Regions from separate parts of the Rattus norvegicus genome. Here region 2 is linked to region 1. Evidence: chromatin contacts called from public Hi-C data. All regions are on one chromosome and are shown on one strand. The core of a region is the stretch at or near the end of the contact, and the rest is flanking DNA. Distances in the headings are between cores, read along the strand shown. Region 1 holds the start of Tpcn2 (two pore segment channel 2). Region 2 has its middle 24 kb from the start of Mrgprd.

Region 1 (3,337 bases), core at 545-3,044:
AAATGCCATTAAATGATAAATGACTGTCAGTTTGAAAACAGGATAGTTTCAGTATCTCCAGAGGAATGGAGCGTGAGACAGTGGAGTGACCCCAGTACAGTATTGTGAGTGGCTCCACACGGCTGCTCTGGACTTGAACATGGTAAACCTTATGGCTCATGTGGCTTTTTGTTTGTTTTGTTTTATTTTGTTTTTGAGATAGGGCTTCTTTGTGTATAGCCCTTGCTGTCCTAGAACTCTAGACAAGGCTCAAACTTTTAGAGATCCTGCCTCCTGAGGGCTGGGATTAAAGGCCCTGAGCCACCACCGCTGATGTACGTGCATTAACTGCCCTCCCCAGGGAACAAACCTGTGGGGATGGGCAAAGCAGAGTCAGAGAGGAGTAGGTCTTGGGCCGAATGTGGAGGTGGCACATTTGGAACCTGGGGATTCAATCCGTGCTTGCAGCTGTGAAGAGGGTGCGTGTGGGAGGGATATAGTGACCCCAGGAGCCATCCCAAGAACCCCAGGAATACATCCAGCAAGTGTGTAAGCATGGCTTTCAGTCCAAGCTTCAAGGAAATTAACTCAGCTTGTTTCTTGGATGTGCCCAAGGTGGGTTTTTTTTCTCAGTCTCTGAAGAATATCCCATAGTGAGGCTGAAGACAGCCTCCTGAAAGTTGTCCTCTGACCTTCCCATGTGCTAGCTATGTGGTATGTCTGAACATGCCTACACTACACAGTCATATACACACATATACATATACACACAGTCATGGACATGCACATTAACATATATATACACACACACAACAACAACAATAATAAAAGAAAAAATTTAAAAAGATCCCAGTAGAGTGGCCATACTTTGATTTCAGTCTCTCAGGCCTCAAAAAATACCCCTATCTTTGGACTTCTGACCTCCCAGACTGACAGGCAACAGATAACAGCTGTCTCTGTCTCAGCTTCTCTCTCTCTCTCTCTCTCTCTCTCTCTCTCTCTCTCTCTCTCTCTCTCTCTGCTGGAATTAACTAGTAGCAGGCTGTTCCCAGATTGGTATCAATCCTGTCCCTTCTGCCTGTAGTATTGGGATTCCATGTCTGCGCAGCAACATGCTCAGTTTCAAGCTTTAGCCTATTTTCAGAGGAGAAATTTAAGATTTGTTTTTGTGGGGGATGACCTTTGTGGTCATTCTCTTGTACACAGTACTCATATGTGTCAGAGACACACAAAATGCTTGCTCAAACACTTCTGGGCTTTGAGTCACACAAAATGCTTGCTTAAACACTTCTGGGCTTTGGGTGTAGCTGGGGGTTGAGAGCTTGCTTGGCTTGTTATAAGGCACTCAAAATTAAAGCAAGCAAGCAAGCAAACTCAGTCACAGTCAGTCAGTCAGTCAGTCAGTCAGTCAGAGTCAGTCAGTCAGTCAGTCAGTCAGTCAGTCACAGTCAGTCAGTCACAGTCAGTCAGTCACAGTCAGTCAGTCACTCACTCACCCACTCACTCACCCACTCACTCACTTACTCACTCTCAGCACTCTCTAGAAAAGTCTCCTGACATTCCTAGGGCTGGGGGTGGGGGGGGGAATAGTAGTAATTTGCATTGTTTAAAAAAACTTCCTTGAGAGCCTAGCTTCTCACTCTTCTGCCCCTCCCCTCTGCAAAGAAGCGGAGCTCCACCCATTGGAGGAGGGGCTTGTTGCTTCCGCCTTCCAGCACTAGCTCTCCGTTCTCATTGGGTGTCGCTGGGAGTCATCACAGAGAGGTCGCTCCTCCTCCGGAACGCCGGGCTCTCGCTGCGGGGACCGGTCTGGCCGGTGATAGAGGTGGTATGGCGGCAGAAGCGCAGCCCCTTCTGGGCCGGGACCGAGGTGGTGGCCAGGCCCACTCTGGTGAGTGAGGTGGCACTTTCACTTTTACTTTTCTTTTTTTCTTCTTACTTTTTGAAACAGGGTCTCAAGTAGCCAGGCTGGCCTTGAACTCCAGATCCTTTTGATTTCGCCTCCCAAGTGTTGGGGTTACAGCACCACCACTCTAGATTCTTCCTCATGGGGAAACTGAGGCTTAGAGAGAGAAGCGTTCTCCAGCCCATGGTCCCCAGGCAGTAAGTGGCCGAACACCCTCTGGAACACCCTAGCTTTGGCTGCTAGGGGCTGAAGCTGGTGTCTTGAGGCCAGGGTGGCTTCCTTCCCTGTTCCGTTTAGTGTCTCAGGGTTTTCTTTCCTTTTCCTTTCCTTGGTCAGGGACATTGCTGACCAGAGAGAGTGGAGTCAGCTTCCCAGGCATCTTCATGAAGAAACCGAGGCAGAGAGAGACACACACACAGAGACACAGAGATAGGTAGAGAGAACAGAGAGAGACAGAGAACAGAGAAAGAGACAGAGAGAGACAGACAGACAGAGAGACACACACACAGAGACTGAGAAGGAAGAGGGGAGAGAGAGAGAGAGAGAGAGAGAGAGGGAGAGAGAGAGAGAGAGAGAGAGAGAGAGAGAGAGAGAGAGAGAGAGAACGCAAGCAAGCACGCCCTCCTCACCTATGACCTATTTAAGGTCACAACCCTGACTTCTGGTGTGGTCACTGCCCTGTGTGTTCTGGTCTGGTTATTTAAACTTCCCCTTTTGGACTTCCTTTCCTCTCCTATTTGGGAGCAGACTGGGTTGGCACATAGTACCAACCATAGCAGGTGGGGCACGCACCTGTCTACCCATAGTACGTGCCTTTTCATTGAATAGTGAGGTCACAGGATTGGTAATGGGAGACAGGAAGCTAGACACTGAGGTGACCACTCATCTATCCCCTTCCCTCTCTGTGTTGAGACCCCTTAACAGGAACAGGGCATATGGTTCAGGGGACACATGCTTTGCGTGATGACATCTGGGGACCTTTCTGGAGCTGCCAGTTGCTGGATGTGGGTCTTTGGCAGATTACTTAGTTCGAGTCTCAATAAAAGGGGGTAGTGACACACTGGTGGGGTAGGGGACACATTTTGAAGATCCTAAGAGAGATTCTGTGGAGTCTGGTGTGTGGGTCTTGACAGATGTCCAGGACAGCGGTGCCATGATGATTGTACATCTTGCCCCTGCAGAATGGAGAACTGACAGGGTTAGTCTCTCTGTTGAGGCGAGACTCAATGCTGGGCATTGTCACATGAGAGACTCCGTGGGAAGGCTGGGCAGTGTCGCCTGAGAAACTCTGGAGGCTCTTTGTCCACACACTGGTTTGGGTCGGGCTGTTGAGAACCCAGACAACGCTCTCTGTATTTGCATCTCCTGGGCTGTGCTGTCTACGAGAGTGGAGCTTTCAGTCTCCGGGCCAGCATCCCGTGGGTGAGAGAGTCTCTAGGCTCTGAGTTTGGC
Region 2 (2,900 bases), core at 127-2,626, 57 kb before region 1:
CAGGATCACTCAGGCCCTCAGACTTGGTGGCAGGCACCTTTCCCTGCTACATCTGGCTTTCACACGGATTCTAAGGATCTAAACTTGGGTTCTCATGCTTGAACAGCAAGCGGTTTGCCCACGGAGCTGTTTCCCTAGTCCAGCACATCTGTTGTTGCACAGGATCTGTGCATTTGGGCATGGAGATTATACTGAACCCAGGTCTCTGTCCACTGGGAAAGACTAGGTCTCAAATTGCCACTGGGAGCTGCTCCCAGGTGTGGCCCTCCAGGAGGAGCTAGGCTTGCACAGGCTAGGGCTTGAGAGGATGTGGAGTACTGATAATGTCCATACCATCACACTAGTGTGTGGCTTCTCCAGGTACACACACACACACACACACACACACACACACACACACACATATACATATGCACACACACACACAAACACACATATGCACACACAAATATACAACACACATATACACATGCATATACACACATACACACACATACATGCATGCATGCATGCTCCCCCCCCCTCATCGAGACTGTTCAGAGACTGTTAAGTTACCAAGCAGGGAGGAAGAATGACCACACCGTTCTTGGAAGAGAACATGTGTGGTTTGGGCCCCTGCACATAGGTCTTCATGCCATTGCCTGTACCGTGTCTCTACATCCCACAAGCCCTGTCTTGGATGATCACTACCCTGACTGTTGCTTCATTAAAATGCTGGCTTCAAAGTCTGTCTGTCATCCCAGAGAGCTCTCATTAGGAAAATGGCCAATTGCTTGAAAAATGTTTTATGGCCTGACTGGGCAGGTCAGCCCAGGAACTGGAAAAGGCAGCCAGATGTCTCCCCTGCCGGCCCTGTGAGCTCTGGGTCACTGGGACACAGCCTCCCAGGAGGGAGGGGCCCACATGGGTTGGTTAAGGGTAAGGGGTCTCTTGGGGAGGCCCCGGTGGCCCTGGCCCTGCCTCCTTGGTATTGAGTCCCTTTACACTTCATACTACAGCCCCAGGTTTGCCTGGACTTGGACCTCATTTTCCTCATTCCTAAAATGGGGCTTTACAAGACCCACTTCACTGGGTAGTTGTGAAAGTTAGAGAAAGTCTAGTGCCAGATGCTGGTGACAGTTTAACCAGTCTCTGACTGGCATTACCACTGTTCTCTGTCAAAGCCTGTGTAGGGGACTGAAGTGGCCACAGTTCCAAGACAGTGCTTCTCCGGCTGGTCGGGGATCACCAGTATGCTTCTGTAGGATCACCCAGAGGGGTGGCCTCAGTGGGCTGCTGGGTACCCAGCTGCTTCAGGAGGTTCCAGGCCAAAGTGACAAGCTTGGCACTTAGAGGGAATTTCACTCTGTGCCAGGAGTTTGGCAAGAGCTGCGGCCTTATTTGGTCTGGAAACTTCTCGGAGGGAAGGCAGTGTGGAACGGCCAGTGGACCTCTAATGGGCGGGCAGAGATGTGGTCATTTCCCAGGACAGGATCTGGACGTACTGAAGTTCTCCATCACCAAGTCCTCATCCAAGTGTGCACCAGACCCAATGCTACCTAGTGTGGGACAGCAGACAAGACTGGCTACTACACCCTCCCTGCTTTTCTCTGTTGAGATGGCTGCCTTTGCCCTTCCCCACTAGAGCCCCAGCTCAGGGCTCTGCCTGCCCTCTGCTGCCAGGAGTACCAGTCAAGCTTCACCAAGGGCAGTGCCCTCATCACAGTTTACCCTCTGACAGTGCAGAATCCTACAGTCCTGGTCCCCACCCCAGGTCTTCTGTGTGGCTTGTGGCTAATCCCCATATCTTCCCACAGTCTCAGGAACCATGGATCCACTTTCTGCACTTGACAATTGACCTATTTTGGAAACTTCATTTCAGTACACAGTTCTTGCCTTCAGCTATTTTACTTGGCACCCTGTGTCCGAGGTTTGCCCAGGTTGTATTACACATCAATCTTGTTCCTTATTTTATTTTTCAACACATCAAATTACCTTTATTTCGGTATGCATCCACATTTCAACATTTAGTGCTTGTGAACAGAGTGGGGAACATGGCAATGAGCCAGTAGGCCAGGTGACACAAACATAGAGTGACACAGAGCTCCCACTGAGGGTCTGAGGAGCAACACTGAAACCTGACTCCACAGAGTCAGTACCTTATGTTCCAATTGTCAGGCTCCACACCAGACCTGATGGGTGGCCAGGCTCACATGAGAGCCCTTGTCCAAACCAAGCTTCAATGTGTAAAGCCAAAGGGATCATGGGAAAAGGAACCAACTCAGATCCTTGTGCACTCAGGACTCTCCACATGGCCTTCCTCTAGGTACAGCAACCAGGGGTCCTGAGCCCTGGCCGGTCTGAGTTACCTGTGACTGCTCTGTTCACCTTGAGACCTGAGCCCAAAGCTCACAGGCCGATGGCAACAGGGCAGAGGACCTGGCACTCCCTTCCAAGGCTGGTGGCAAGTGAACGAGTGTGTCCTGGAGCTAAGGGAGGAAAGCCAGGTTCTTCCAACCTCATCTGATGGCTTTGGGTCACAGCACAGTGTTGTGTGGTGGTCAGCAAGAAAGGAGGTGAGGATGAGGGGGAAAAACAGCAACCCTGATAAAAGTGGGGAGACAGGAAGTTCTGAATTCCTCACCAGTAGCCAATTTCAGAGGGAGCGGATGTTACAATCTAAGCTTTGGCCAAGGGTGGGAGTCAAGGAGTGGGGACAATGGCTTTGATGGGGCATCACTTAAGACTTAAGAAAGCAGGGGTGCAGCAGCCCCAGCAGTAGTCCCATGGGTACCACCTGAAGCCTTCCCATCTATTCTAAGGGCCACCTTGTAGCTGTGGCAGGAGGGTGGGTTGGCACAGGCAGCCCCAGTCATGTGCCAGCAGCAGGGCGTTGAGTGACATGTTTGTTCACGGATTTA

Evidence for each region. A called contact is a pair of places that touch in the nucleus more often than the background predicts.
Region 2: a contact with region 1 is called in a Hi-C map of liver, with 2.3 times the contacts expected there. The contact joins the enhancer-like site here to the promoter of Tpcn2 in region 1. A contact is called at or near these places in 4 of 12 Hi-C or Micro-C datasets (the A7r5 cell line, kidney and liver).

What each region holds. Positions count from the first base shown.
Region 1 is chr1:209,873,914-209,877,250 of GRCr8, reverse strand. Tpcn2 (two pore segment channel 2) reads left to right here and starts at 1,794. Exons shown (of 25, transcript NM_001399445.1): 1 at 1,794-1,870. The coding sequence starts at 1,810.
Region 2 is chr1:209,931,022-209,933,921 of GRCr8, reverse strand. No RefSeq gene overlaps it. Among named protein-coding and RNA genes, the nearest start is that of Mrgprd, 24 kb to the right of the region's middle. Within about 2 kb of position 1,376, at least 8 of the 93 cell types and tissues checked have an H3K27ac peak or open chromatin away from gene starts, as enhancers often do. A contact at or near this core is called in liver, where this site is marked.